2 separate regions of the Sus scrofa genome follow, and region 2 is linked to region 1. A link is a contact called in public promoter capture Hi-C data. All regions are on one chromosome and are shown on one strand. Each heading gives the region's core, a stretch centred on a gene start, on an enhancer-like site or on the middle of the called end of the contact. The rest is flanking DNA. Distances are from core to core; before and after follow the strand shown.

Region 1 (5,631 bases), core at 1,095-3,594:
AAAAGCCCTCGGCGCTCACTTAGGAAGGGAAGAAAGAGACACCCGGGCACCAGGCTGCTGAGCCACCACCGAGACGGACCGCCTGGAGGGGAGCCAGGGAGCCGCAGGTGAGCACGGCGACCCCAAGACCGAAGTTGAAGCGGGAGCGCTCAGGCGGAGCCGCGCCGACGCTCGCGGGCACGGCTGCCCGCGCCGGGCGAGGTGCGGCGTCGGAACCGCACGACGCGTGGGCTCGCCCCCGGCTCCCCGGACCGACCTACACCCAACCACCTGTGTGAGAGCCTCCCGCAACTTGCTGCAACAGCCGCTCGGTCGGGGACCGGGCGGAGGCCCGCGCCGGACGACGCGAGATCCCCCCCCCGCCCAGGTGTCCGCAACGCGCACTCACCGGGCAGCCGCGGAGCTCCAGCTAGGGGCCAGTCGCGGCGTCTCAGGGCGCGTCCCCCGCTTCCTGCTCCCGCGGAGGTGAAGAGCCCACAACCATAACAAAGCTCTTCCCAAAATGGCTGCCCGGCCCACACGGCCCAGGAGGGGCAGAGCGGGCGCAGGGGGAGGAGCGAAGGCCAGCCCGGCCCCCCCGCCCGGCCCCGCCTCTGACACGCCCCCTCGCTTGCCCCGCCCACAGGCGCGCACGCGCACGGGCGCTGCTCGGGCGACCGCCGCCGGCGCTCCGAGCGCCAACGTGCGGCCGCGAGAACAGCGGTTGTCCCTCGCCCCGCCCCCAGCCCTCCCTCCGCAGCGGCTTGCGGCCGTGCCCGGTCGCCCCCGCCCCTCTGCAGGGGAGAACCCTGCTTTTCCGCGCGCCGCCTTAGAGGCGGAGATCAACTGGGTTTGATACTCCCCTTCCATTGCCTCTCCCGACACTCGGGCCTGGGCGCGTGCGAACGAGTGGGTGGGTGTGTACGGTGTGCCCGTTTCAACACGCCCCTTCGTCCTGCACACCCCACCTCTGGGGAAGCACGCCTCTCCGAACTACCTCTACAGGTGCTCACCGGTAGGCGTGTGTGTTTGCCGACCCCTTCCCACTTTCGGCTCCTGCCTTCCACGTGCGCGCGCGTCGCTAAGACTCCAGCCCCCAGCGGGCCTCGCTGCCGGGCTCTGGAGTCCTGCGCGGCTGGGCCCGAGGCGTTGCCCACTGGGAGTGCTAGTTCCGCCCGACCGCTGGCGTCACGCCCCTGTCCCAGCACCGGGAGGATTTCGGGTCTGAGTCTGCTCCCGTGCCAGGGCGGAGAAGCTGTTTCTCTGACCCAAAGTTTCATTGGGTGTCGCGTAACGGGAAGGGGCGGCGCTGCCATGACGGAGGAGGAAATAAAAGTGAAAGCCGATAGCGGCTGGAAGGGGTTAGCATCAGGAAGAATGTGCTGTGAGCCCGTTCTGCACGCGAAGCTAAACCTTGAGAGAGCTGGTAACCAGGAAGCTAGACTACATAGAATCTGGAGGAATGTGAAACTGGCCATCCTGGGCCGGTTCAGGTCTCCCATTGTCTTCAGACAGATACGTCTAGTGGTGCTTCCTTTTTTTTTTTTTTTTCCAGCCGCACTCGCGGCGTAGGAAAGTGCTCTGGTCAGGGATTCATTCCGAGCCAGAGCTGCGACTTACGCCATAGCTGCAGCAAGGAGAGATCCTTAACCCATTGCAGTGGGCTGGGCATCCAACTGGCACCTCTACAGAGACAAGTGGGGTCATTAACCAGCTGTGCCACAGCGGGAACTCCCGATGACAGACTGAAATTGAAGCTCAGAGAAGGGAAGGGACTTGCTCAAGGTCACCTAGCTCACAAACAAAAGTTAAAGCGGAGAGCGACAGGAGGAATAATCTAACTTCCGGGTCACCCTCAAGCCCAAGACTCTTACCACGTCTTTCATGGAAGTGAAAGTCCTGCCCCGGTGCTTTTTATTTCTTAACTAAGTTTTCAGTTAGCAGCAAAGAAAATGAAGTGGAAACAGGTGTTTGTTTTCTTAGCTAGTATTAGTTCAGGACCCCAATGAGAAGGGAGATGTGCCCCGTTGATCCTAGAAACTTTGTTGTTACGCAAAGTAAAAAAATGAATTCCAGAGATAGCAAGCAATTTGGCCAAGTCATACTTGGCCTAGACTCCAAATCTCTCCTACCTTGCTCCACCACCATCACTCTGAGATGGTTCCAGTAGTTTCACTCCACCTTCCCGAACTCTGCGGAGCAGATTCTTCTGGCTGGGAAACCTGGAATAGAAAGGCAAGGACCGTTCAGATGCCCTAAGAATTCCAAAGCCGGCTTTCACTAGAATCAAGATGTTAGAGTCCAAGACAGAAAGCCTGGAATTGGGAACCAGTTAGGGGTGGTTAGGTCTCCAGCCGGACTGATTTTTTTCCGGCTCCCAGGAAGTGGGAGGCTAATAACCCCCACTTGCCGGAAGTGCTTTTTCCAGAGAGCCTGGCCAATCTTGCAGCTCAGCTTTCCACCTCCCCGCGCGACGCTGGCAAGTAAGTAACAGCGCTGCTGCGACCAGTGCAGGTTGGGAAAGGGGGGCACCAAGCCTTCAGAGTAAAACTGAAACCGCAGGCACAGTTGGGCACAGTTTCCCGAGGATCTTTGCATCCAGACCCCGCCTTCCCTTTTCTCTGCTGTCGGCGCTGAGACTTGCATTTTGCAACTCTTATATTTGAGGCAGTGGAAACCTTGAGCTTTTTCACCAAAATTGAGCAGATTAACACTTGGGGCTTTGTCCTTTAAACCCCTCACCAGTTGCCGTCCTCAGGCTTTTAGGGTGTCACTTTTTCGCTTCAATACTCTTGAGATGGGAAGCACATGTCACCTTGCATAGAAAGTTCGAAAGGTTGAGGGAGCATTAAGCTTTTTAATGGGGTGATTTTGAACAAAGGTGAATGTGTGGGCCATGCGGATACGTGTGTCTGGGAGTCAGGAGTAGATGTGTGTTATCTAACCTCTGCTCAGAGGCCAGAGATAAACGTCCTGCTTGCTTCCTTATTCATAGAATGAAGACACTGACTGGCTGGTGTACAGAATTTCTTGACCCAGCCCTAAGATCTGTAGTCAAGAAATTAGTTCACCAAGTTTTTTAATCAAGCAGCAACTGTGGGGTTTGGATTTTTAGACACCTCATTCTTCTGGTTAAGAATGGAACTCATGTAAACATGATAGATGTAGATTCATATTTTCACACAGCCACTTACTGGGCTGCTTATATTGTGTAAGGTGGGAATAATAGCTAATATTTTTTGAGTGCCTACTTTGTGTTAGGAACAGTTGTCAGCTCTTTACATGTATTGACTTTTTTTTTTTTTTAAAAATACAAAGACCCTATGTAGTTATTATAAGCCTTGTAGATGAGTGAACTGCACCATAGCCAGCTTAAATAATTTGTCCAAAGTGATATAGCTAATACTATGTTGGAGCCAGGATTCCAAACCAGATTATTTGACTCAAGTCTGCACTCTAACTTAACAGGCAATACTGTTTCCAGCACCAAGTTGATGAGGTCATTGTATTGAATGAGTTAGTGCATATAAAACACATAGTTACAGTGCCTGCTAAATTGTATTGATTGCTACTATCATTACTTTGAGCTGTAAACTACAAAGCCCCAAAACATACCTTAAGGGAAAAAAAAAAAAAAAGCAGAGAAGCTATATGACTTTCAGTGTTTTGTCTTTTTTTCTTCGGCCGCACCCGTATGGAAGTCCCAGGCTAGAGGTCGAATTGGAGCTGTAGCCACCAACCTACGCCAGAACCACAGCAACTCGGGATTTGAGTTGTGTCTGTGACCCATACACCACAGCTCACAGCAACGCCAGATCCTTAACCCACTGAGCGAGGCCAGGGATCGAACCTGCAACCTCATGGTTCCTAGTTGGATTTGTTAACCACTGAGCCACAACGGGAACTCCTATGACTTCCAGTGTTAAAGATGAGAAAGCTGCACTCCAAGGAAACAATTTACTCAAGGTCACACAGCTGGGAAATGAGGGAGGCATTTGTAAAACCCAGATCTATTGTCTCTATGCATTAATTACGTTGTAATACCAGACATCAAAAGCTTAAAAAAATGGTTCAGAGAAGAAAAGGATCTATTAATATGTTAACTGATTTTTTGAAAACATTAGTGATTGTTTTCCAAGGAAACTGTGTTATATGGAAGAAATCCTCCCGAATTACTACTTTTAAAAAACTATGTATAAAATGAAGAAAATAAATGACATCTTATTTTGTACATAGCAGCATGCTTCTGATTAAGACCCTCCAGTTAGCTGTAAAAATACATTAATCAGAACTGCCTGGCATCTTCCTAAGCAAGACTCTCAATGAGGCCCAATATGCTTCGCTTCATCCAGAAGTTTTCTCGAGCATCTTCAAAGGTTAGTTTATTCAGCAAATATTTGAGCACTACTTTCCAGGCATTGCTTGGCTAGGCAATAGCAGTGAAGAAGAAAAAAATCCTTTCCTCTTATATTCTGGTTGAAATGTTTGCTGTGTCAAGTGTTACATGCTATAGAGAACTTTAGAGCAGGGAGGGGGAATAGAGAACAGTAGACTTAAGGATTGCATTTACAAGCAGGGTGATCAGCAGTGAGGGAAGGAGCCATGCAAGTAGCTCAGGGAAGAACATTCTATACAAAAAGAAAAAAAGAGGAGTTCCTGCTGTGGCACAATGGGTTAATGATCTGGCTTGTCTCCATGGAGGCACTGGTTCAATCCCTAGCCCAGCACAGCGGGTTAAGGATCCAGCATTGCTACAGATGTGGCACAGGTTGCAGCTCTGGCTCCAGTTTGATCCCTGGCCTGGGAACTTCCACGTGCTGCAGGTCCAGCTGAAAAAGAAAAAAGATGGAATCATTCCTAGCATTTTGGGTAATCACCAAGATTCTTAAATAACTATTCCATTTTTTCTTTCATCCAACATTTTTTTTTTTTTTTGAGTTACTCTTGATCTGTTTATCTGTTGAAATATGGAATCTTCTCACTAAAGCCCAGAATCAGCAGGGTTATTGCTTTGGCCATGTACCATGAAAGGCATTGGGGATTTTTTAAGGCAAAGAAAAAAATTATGGTCCTCGCCCTTGAACCTACTGAGACAGACAAGTAAACACATGATTTTAATTCACTGTGAGAATTATGATGAAAGTGTGCATGGTGTTTTTACTTATTGGGAGTATTAAATCAGATTGGAGAAAGCTTCAAGCTGAATTTTGAAAGATAAGACAAGTTCCCTAGATAGAAAAGTGGTAATCTAGAATTCTAGGCATAGACAGAAAGGCATGAAGCTGTGAAAAGTATACAGTGTCTAAGGCCTAATTTTCTCTACATAGAATAGCATTCCCACAGTAATTAGTGCTGCTTCTTTTGCAATCTATAAATAGAAGAGGCAGTTTAGAATGACAGAAACTGAAAGACCTAGTCTACCTGTTCCTCCTTCAGATAATTTTTTCATGGGAAAAGGTAAGTAGTAGGCTGAAACATATCACTGGTTCAGTAGTTTCTTTTGCATGACTATTTGCTGTTTAATAGTCTTTGCCAGCAGTAATAATACTCTGTACTCCAACCCTTAAGTTCAATGTGCTAACAGAAAGCAGATGGTTTGTTTTTATATTGTTTCAGATTGGGACTAAAACATTTGGTCATGCCTATTTTTTT
Region 2 (5,414 bases), core at 815-3,314, 160 kb before region 1:
TGTATTTCCCTTCGCAGCCCCTCCAAACGTTGCTCCAGGAGAAAGGCCCTTCACTCTGGGGCCCCCTGCCACAACCTTAGTGATTCTATAGTGGGACAAGTTGGGGAAGAACTTTACACACGAGCCTAGAGACTCCACTTGCAAATCGAGATACAAGGGCACATACAACAAGTGCAACAAAATGTGTGCCCACATATGAGGCTGTGTGCATGAAGAAAAGAACTGACCGGATACCTTCCAGGGCACAGATCTGATACTTCCACCGTTCTTTCTCTTCCAGAGGGCCCTGCACAGCCTGTCTGAGTGCCTTAGTCCCTACCCAGGCAGAAAACCGCATGAGTTACTGTATGTAAGGCGCTTCCCCAACACCTGGCACCCTCCTCTCACACAAACCCCAAACATACACACCTAGGACTCCATGTCTCACCTGAGCCTGGGATTGAAGATGGGATTGAAGAATAGTAACTTCAGCCCAAAGAGAAGATGCATTATGGACCTCAGCCCAAATCAGCCTCTCTGGGACAATGGCAATCTCTAGAGCCCAAGGCTGTTGAGCTTGGACTCCTGTCTAGGAAGGCAAGTGACGAGGGGAAATCCGAGTCCCAGCCAGGTCTCCTGCAGAAGGAATAAGGCAAAGTCAGTGCAAAGTCTATTAGAGGGAGGGGGAGGACTGATGTTTGCTCAGGAAAGGAAAAAGCTGAATTTGTAAGGAATAGTGGTACAGGCACCAATAAAAGGCAGATCCTGGAAAGAGAAAAGGCTGGCGGGTAAGTAGGAAAAGGAACAATACTTACCTGCGGTGGAGACCCCAAAGGAATACAGCTGCTGCTACAAAACAAAGAAGGGCACAGGCCAATGAGTTCTTGGTGTTCCTTAACCCACTACCTTAATCCGGGGGCAGGGGCCTCAGGTGCCCCCTCGTCTTAATCCTGGCCACATTTCCGTCAGTAGCTTTTTTTTTTTTTTTTTTTTTGGTCTTTTCTAGGGGCCACTCCCTCGGCATATGGATGTTCCCAGGCTAGGGGCCGAATCGGAGCAATAGCTGCCGGCCTACACCACAACCACAGCAACTCGGGATCCGAGCTACACCACAGCTCAGGGCAACGCTGGATCGTTAACCCACTGAGCGGGGCCAGGGATGGAACCCGCAACCTCATGGTCGGATTCGTTAACCACCGAGCCAGGACAGGAACTCCCGGTCAGTAGCATTGAGAAGCGTGTCGAGCTGCTCAAAGTCTGGTTCCTTCTCATAGCCTGAGGCAGTGGTCTGGGTCCCTAGAGCCTTACGCCCTTGCTCTCCCAACCCGGGACATCCGAGGCAAAGCCCGGGAAAGGCCAGAACGTCAGCTCGAAAGAGATGAGTGGGTACGCAATACTAAAAGTAAGGATGCTGGAGTTCCCATCGTGGCGCAGCGGTTAACGAATCCGACTAGGAACCATGAGGTTGCGGGTTCGGTCCCTGCCCTTGCTCAGTGGGTTAAGGATCCGGCGTTGCCGTGGGCTGTGGTGTAGGTTGCAGACACGGCTCGGATCCCGCGTTGCTGTGGCTCTGGCGTAGGCCAGGGGCTACAGCTCCGATTAGACCCCTAGCCTGGGAACCTCCATATGCCGCGGGAGTGGCCCAAAAAAAATAGCAAAAAGACAAAAATAATGATAATAATAAAAAATAAAATAAAAAAATAAAAGTAAGGATGCAATATTAGACCAAAATTAAGCCTCAGGGACTCGTCAGGGGAGCAGCGTCCTTGGGGAACTGGGGTACAAGAGGGTTACCCTGATACAGATACCAGGGGGGAGTTGAAGATGCTGAATCTTGGTCGAGACCTCCGCAGACGCAGGACACTGGCGCGATTACACCGAATCTAAGGCAGCGACTCCTGCCGCCACCCTGTTCGAACCTATGACACTCCGGGAAAGCCAGACTTTGGACTGGCCTCCGCGGCGCCGATTGGGAAACTGAGTTCGCCCCACACGGAGACAACCGGCAGCAGAAGAAGGCTGCCAAGCTACATTTTTCTGGAAGCGTTTAACACGCGCATTAGCACATACACACACCCCCACCATGCCGCGAAACAGTCTTTCTGATTTTGTAGCCGCCGCGTCTAAGGACCAAATGAACTACGTGTCCCAGGATGCATCGCGCAGAGCCAACGATGTTCCGCTGCAGATCCAGTAGCTCTTGGGAAATGGAGTTCAAGCTACCTCGACGTTTAACGGCCCGCGTTGGCCTTCAAACTCCATTTCCCAGCAGGCTCAGCGTGTAGCGTGCGCTATGGAGCCCCATGTCGCAGAGCTGAAGCAGAGGATTGAGGACACGTTATGCCCTTTTGGCTTCGAAATTTACCCCTTCCAGGTTGGTTTATCCCTACCGCGGTGCTAGGGCAAAACGTATGATTAGCCTCGGTGCCACTGGCCTCTATTCTTTCCCGAGCTCCCCCGGCCGCGTGTCCGTCTGACCTACCGGGAGAGGGTGTCAACGGGCGCTTAAGTTCAAAGGGTAGAGAAGCGTTGCACGTTTGTCCTTTTACCCTCATATATTGCCGGACTGATGAGCAGGAGACACCACATGATCAGTAACCTTGTGGCCTTGTCACCTACGCAGTTTACATAGGGGCCAGAGTCACTTTGGAAGCTTCCCGAAGGAGTTAGGAGAGGGCAACGTCTGAAAGATTTGCATGGCTAGAATTTAGGTCATCTCATGAGGGAAGGACATTCCTGGGGTTGAACAAGCAAATGATTGGCTGGTCTGTCCCATCTACCAACCAAAGGAGGGATTCATGAAGTTGCCAATTACTAGGACCCGTCTGAGTACAGAGACTGCATACTTACCTGACACACAAGTCTAGCATCACCACCTACCGTTTTGCACATAGGTCCATTTCCCCATATCCATTGCCTCCTGCACTGAGCCCTCTGCTTGGAAACAAAGCTGATTAAACTCAGCTTGAGCCTTTTGCCTGATGCTTAAGAGGCAGCCCACTCCCACAACCTTCCAATGAGTGGCCCCTAAGCAGTGCTGGGTAATGATATAGAGGAAGAGGTAGGTTGGGTTTAGAGTGAGAGAGCCTTCTCTGAAACAGTGGAGTTGAGCTGTATATGAAAAAATAGATTGGAAGGAAGGACAGTTATATACATCGCAAATGTCAGGAATAGCTTGAGTAAAGGTGTGGAGGTAGTAGTGGTGGCTGGCAGGTATGGGGGAGAGTGGGGATGCGTATCTGGTGTGATCAGGCAGGCCTGGGTGGTGGGGGCTGTGGTATTGAACTGTGCCATCTATAGTCCTGCCAGTCATCCTAGGCTCCTCCATCTCTCACCTCCCCAACCCTACATCCAGTCAGCCACTGGGCCCTTTAGGAATCTGTCTGCTGCATCTTCCAAATCCATTCCTTCCCATTGAACACATCTATGCCCTGGTCCAGGCCAGTTTTTTGGGGGCCACACCCACGGTATGTGGAAGTTCCCAGGCCAGGTACTGAACCTACACCACAGTAGTGACCCAAGCCACAGTAATGATGCCAGATCCTTACCTGCTGAGCCACTAGGGAATGCCATAGGCCACTATTTCTCATCGAGATTACTGCGATAACCTCCTGCTGTCACTTCGCCTCCCTTCCATCCTCCACACTGCAGCCAGAGTGACCTGAAACTGATTATGTCAGTTTACTTCTTAGATCTTCAAGGGCTAATCCCTCATTGTCACCAAATTAGACCCATATTCCTTAAATTGATATTCAAAGGCCAGTCACCATCTCTCACTCTTAGTGATCTCTCCAGGCGTCTCTCTCTCTGCTTCCCACTCTGGACCCTTCCTTTCTATCAAAGTAGATAATTTGTCATTCTCCACCTACGCCTTGTACTTCCTCCTTCTCTGTTGATGATGGGACCTGCTTAATACACACACCAGATTCCCCTTCCCCGTGGCAGCCTGTCAGTTTCCTTCCCGGCCTTCAAGACTCAGCTTCCTAGAAGCCTTTTCTAATTTCAGAGAACCCTCATTTGGTCCTATCATTGCATTAATCATAGTACAGCCAGTTTCTTTTTGTTCTTAGTTATTCATGAATTCTCTGCCTCTCTATGGGAATTCCCTGTCAAATGCAGGTACGTCCCTTAGAAGCACAATTCAGACAGCATCAGTAGAATTTCACTGAGTAAGATGGAGGCTGGACAAGACACATGAGGCCTCGAGTGCCAGGCTAAGGAATGGGCCTTAGGCCTGAATTTTCTCTGTTCCAGGTCGCATGGTACAATGCACTCCTGCCTGCAGCCTTCCACCTGCCCTTGCCAGGACCTACCCTGGCCTTCCTGGTACTCAGCACACCTGCCATGTTTGACCGGGCCCTCAAGCCCTTCCTGCAGAGTTGCCACCTCCAACCACTGACAGACCCTGTGGACCAGTGTGTGGCCTACCACCTAGGCCGCGTTAGAAAGGTGAGCAAGGCTGTAACCTCCCTCAGATTCCAAATGTGCAGCTGCTTCCAGCTCCTCCAAGTTCAGTGTAGAATCTAGATCTGTCTAGGACTAGGAGCCGCTGCCCAGGCAGGATGTTCTAACGCCGGTTCTGACAACGTGATCTCTCCCCATTCTGCCTTTTCACACCTGTTTGGCCACCTTCGCTAGCAGCTCCTCAGGTCTGAGATCAGCCTCACTCCCCCTTCCCTGATGGGCAAGTATATGATCAGCCTTCCCCTGGCCTCCTGGTGAGATGGGAATAAGCCCAGCATCCCCCCTGCACCTCTCACCTGTCTTTTCCTTAGACCTGGAAGCTTTATGCCACTTTTGGGGCCTTTTGAGGACAGAACAGGACTCCGCTGCCACACACGCACACTTGCAGGTACACATACGCTGGGTCTTCCCAAAGCAGGGCCACATCTTCCTCCTCACTGGGCCTCCGGCGGGCAGAGCCAAGTCACCTCTTGTAAAGGTTGGTGAGCAATACCTTGTGTATTTCCCTTCAAAAATGGGCCCTTCTAGACATGGTATCATTTTCTTCATGCTGGAGACCCAGCCTCACTCCAAGTTTAAGGTCATGTTTTCCCTTCTGAAGACAGGACCACATTAGCACAACCGAAGGCTCTGTTGGACATGGTCGCAGTTCCTCTCATGCTAAAAGCCTCCGTCTTGTTCTCTATCTCAGAGCCTCCCAGAGCTGCAGATAGAAGTCATCGCTGACTACGAGGTCCACCCAAATCGGCGCCCCAAGATCCTGGCCCAGACGGCAGCCCACGTGGCAGGTGCTGCTTACTACTACCAACGACAGGACGTGGAGTCTGACCCCTGGGGCACCCAGGTCAGAGGGCAAGTGTAAATGAGTAGGGCTTGAGAGAGAATGCTATCAAAATGCCCACGGGAGTTCCTGCTGTGGCACAGCGGAAACAAATCCAACTAGTAACCATGAGGTTGCGGGTTCCATCCCT

The links. Promoter capture Hi-C pulls out the DNA fragments that hold promoters and counts their contacts.
Region 2: a promoter capture Hi-C map of liver shows a contact between it and region 1, with 2.4 times the contacts expected there. The contact joins the promoter of LOC110261410 here to the promoter of GPBP1L1 in region 1. A contact is called at or near these places in 1 of 5 promoter capture datasets (liver) and 3 of 47 Hi-C or Micro-C datasets (alveolar macrophages, embryonic fibroblasts and skeletal muscle).

Annotation. Positions count from the first base shown.
Region 1 is chr6:165,705,677-165,711,307 of Sscrofa11.1, reverse strand. GPBP1L1 (vasculin-like protein 1) reads right to left here and starts at 2,344. Exons shown (of 12, transcript XM_021096736.1): 1 at 2,112-2,344. TMEM69 (transmembrane protein 69) reads left to right here and starts at 2,325. Exons shown (of 3, transcript XM_021096737.1): 1 at 2,325-2,462; 2 at 4,216-4,355. The coding sequence starts at 4,302.
Region 2 is chr6:165,862,516-165,867,929 of Sscrofa11.1, reverse strand. It overlaps LOC110261410, which reads right to left and starts at 2,064. Exons shown (of 9, transcript XM_021097629.1): 1 at 1,899-2,064; 2 at 795-828; 3 at 428-465; 4 at 228-315; 5 at 1-85. The coding sequence starts at 2,064. MMACHC (methylmalonic aciduria (cobalamin deficiency) cblC type, with homocystinuria) reads left to right here and starts at 2,256. Exons shown (of 4, transcript NM_001244776.1): 1 at 2,256-2,353; 2 at 4,234-4,428; 3 at 5,135-5,287. The coding sequence starts at 2,273.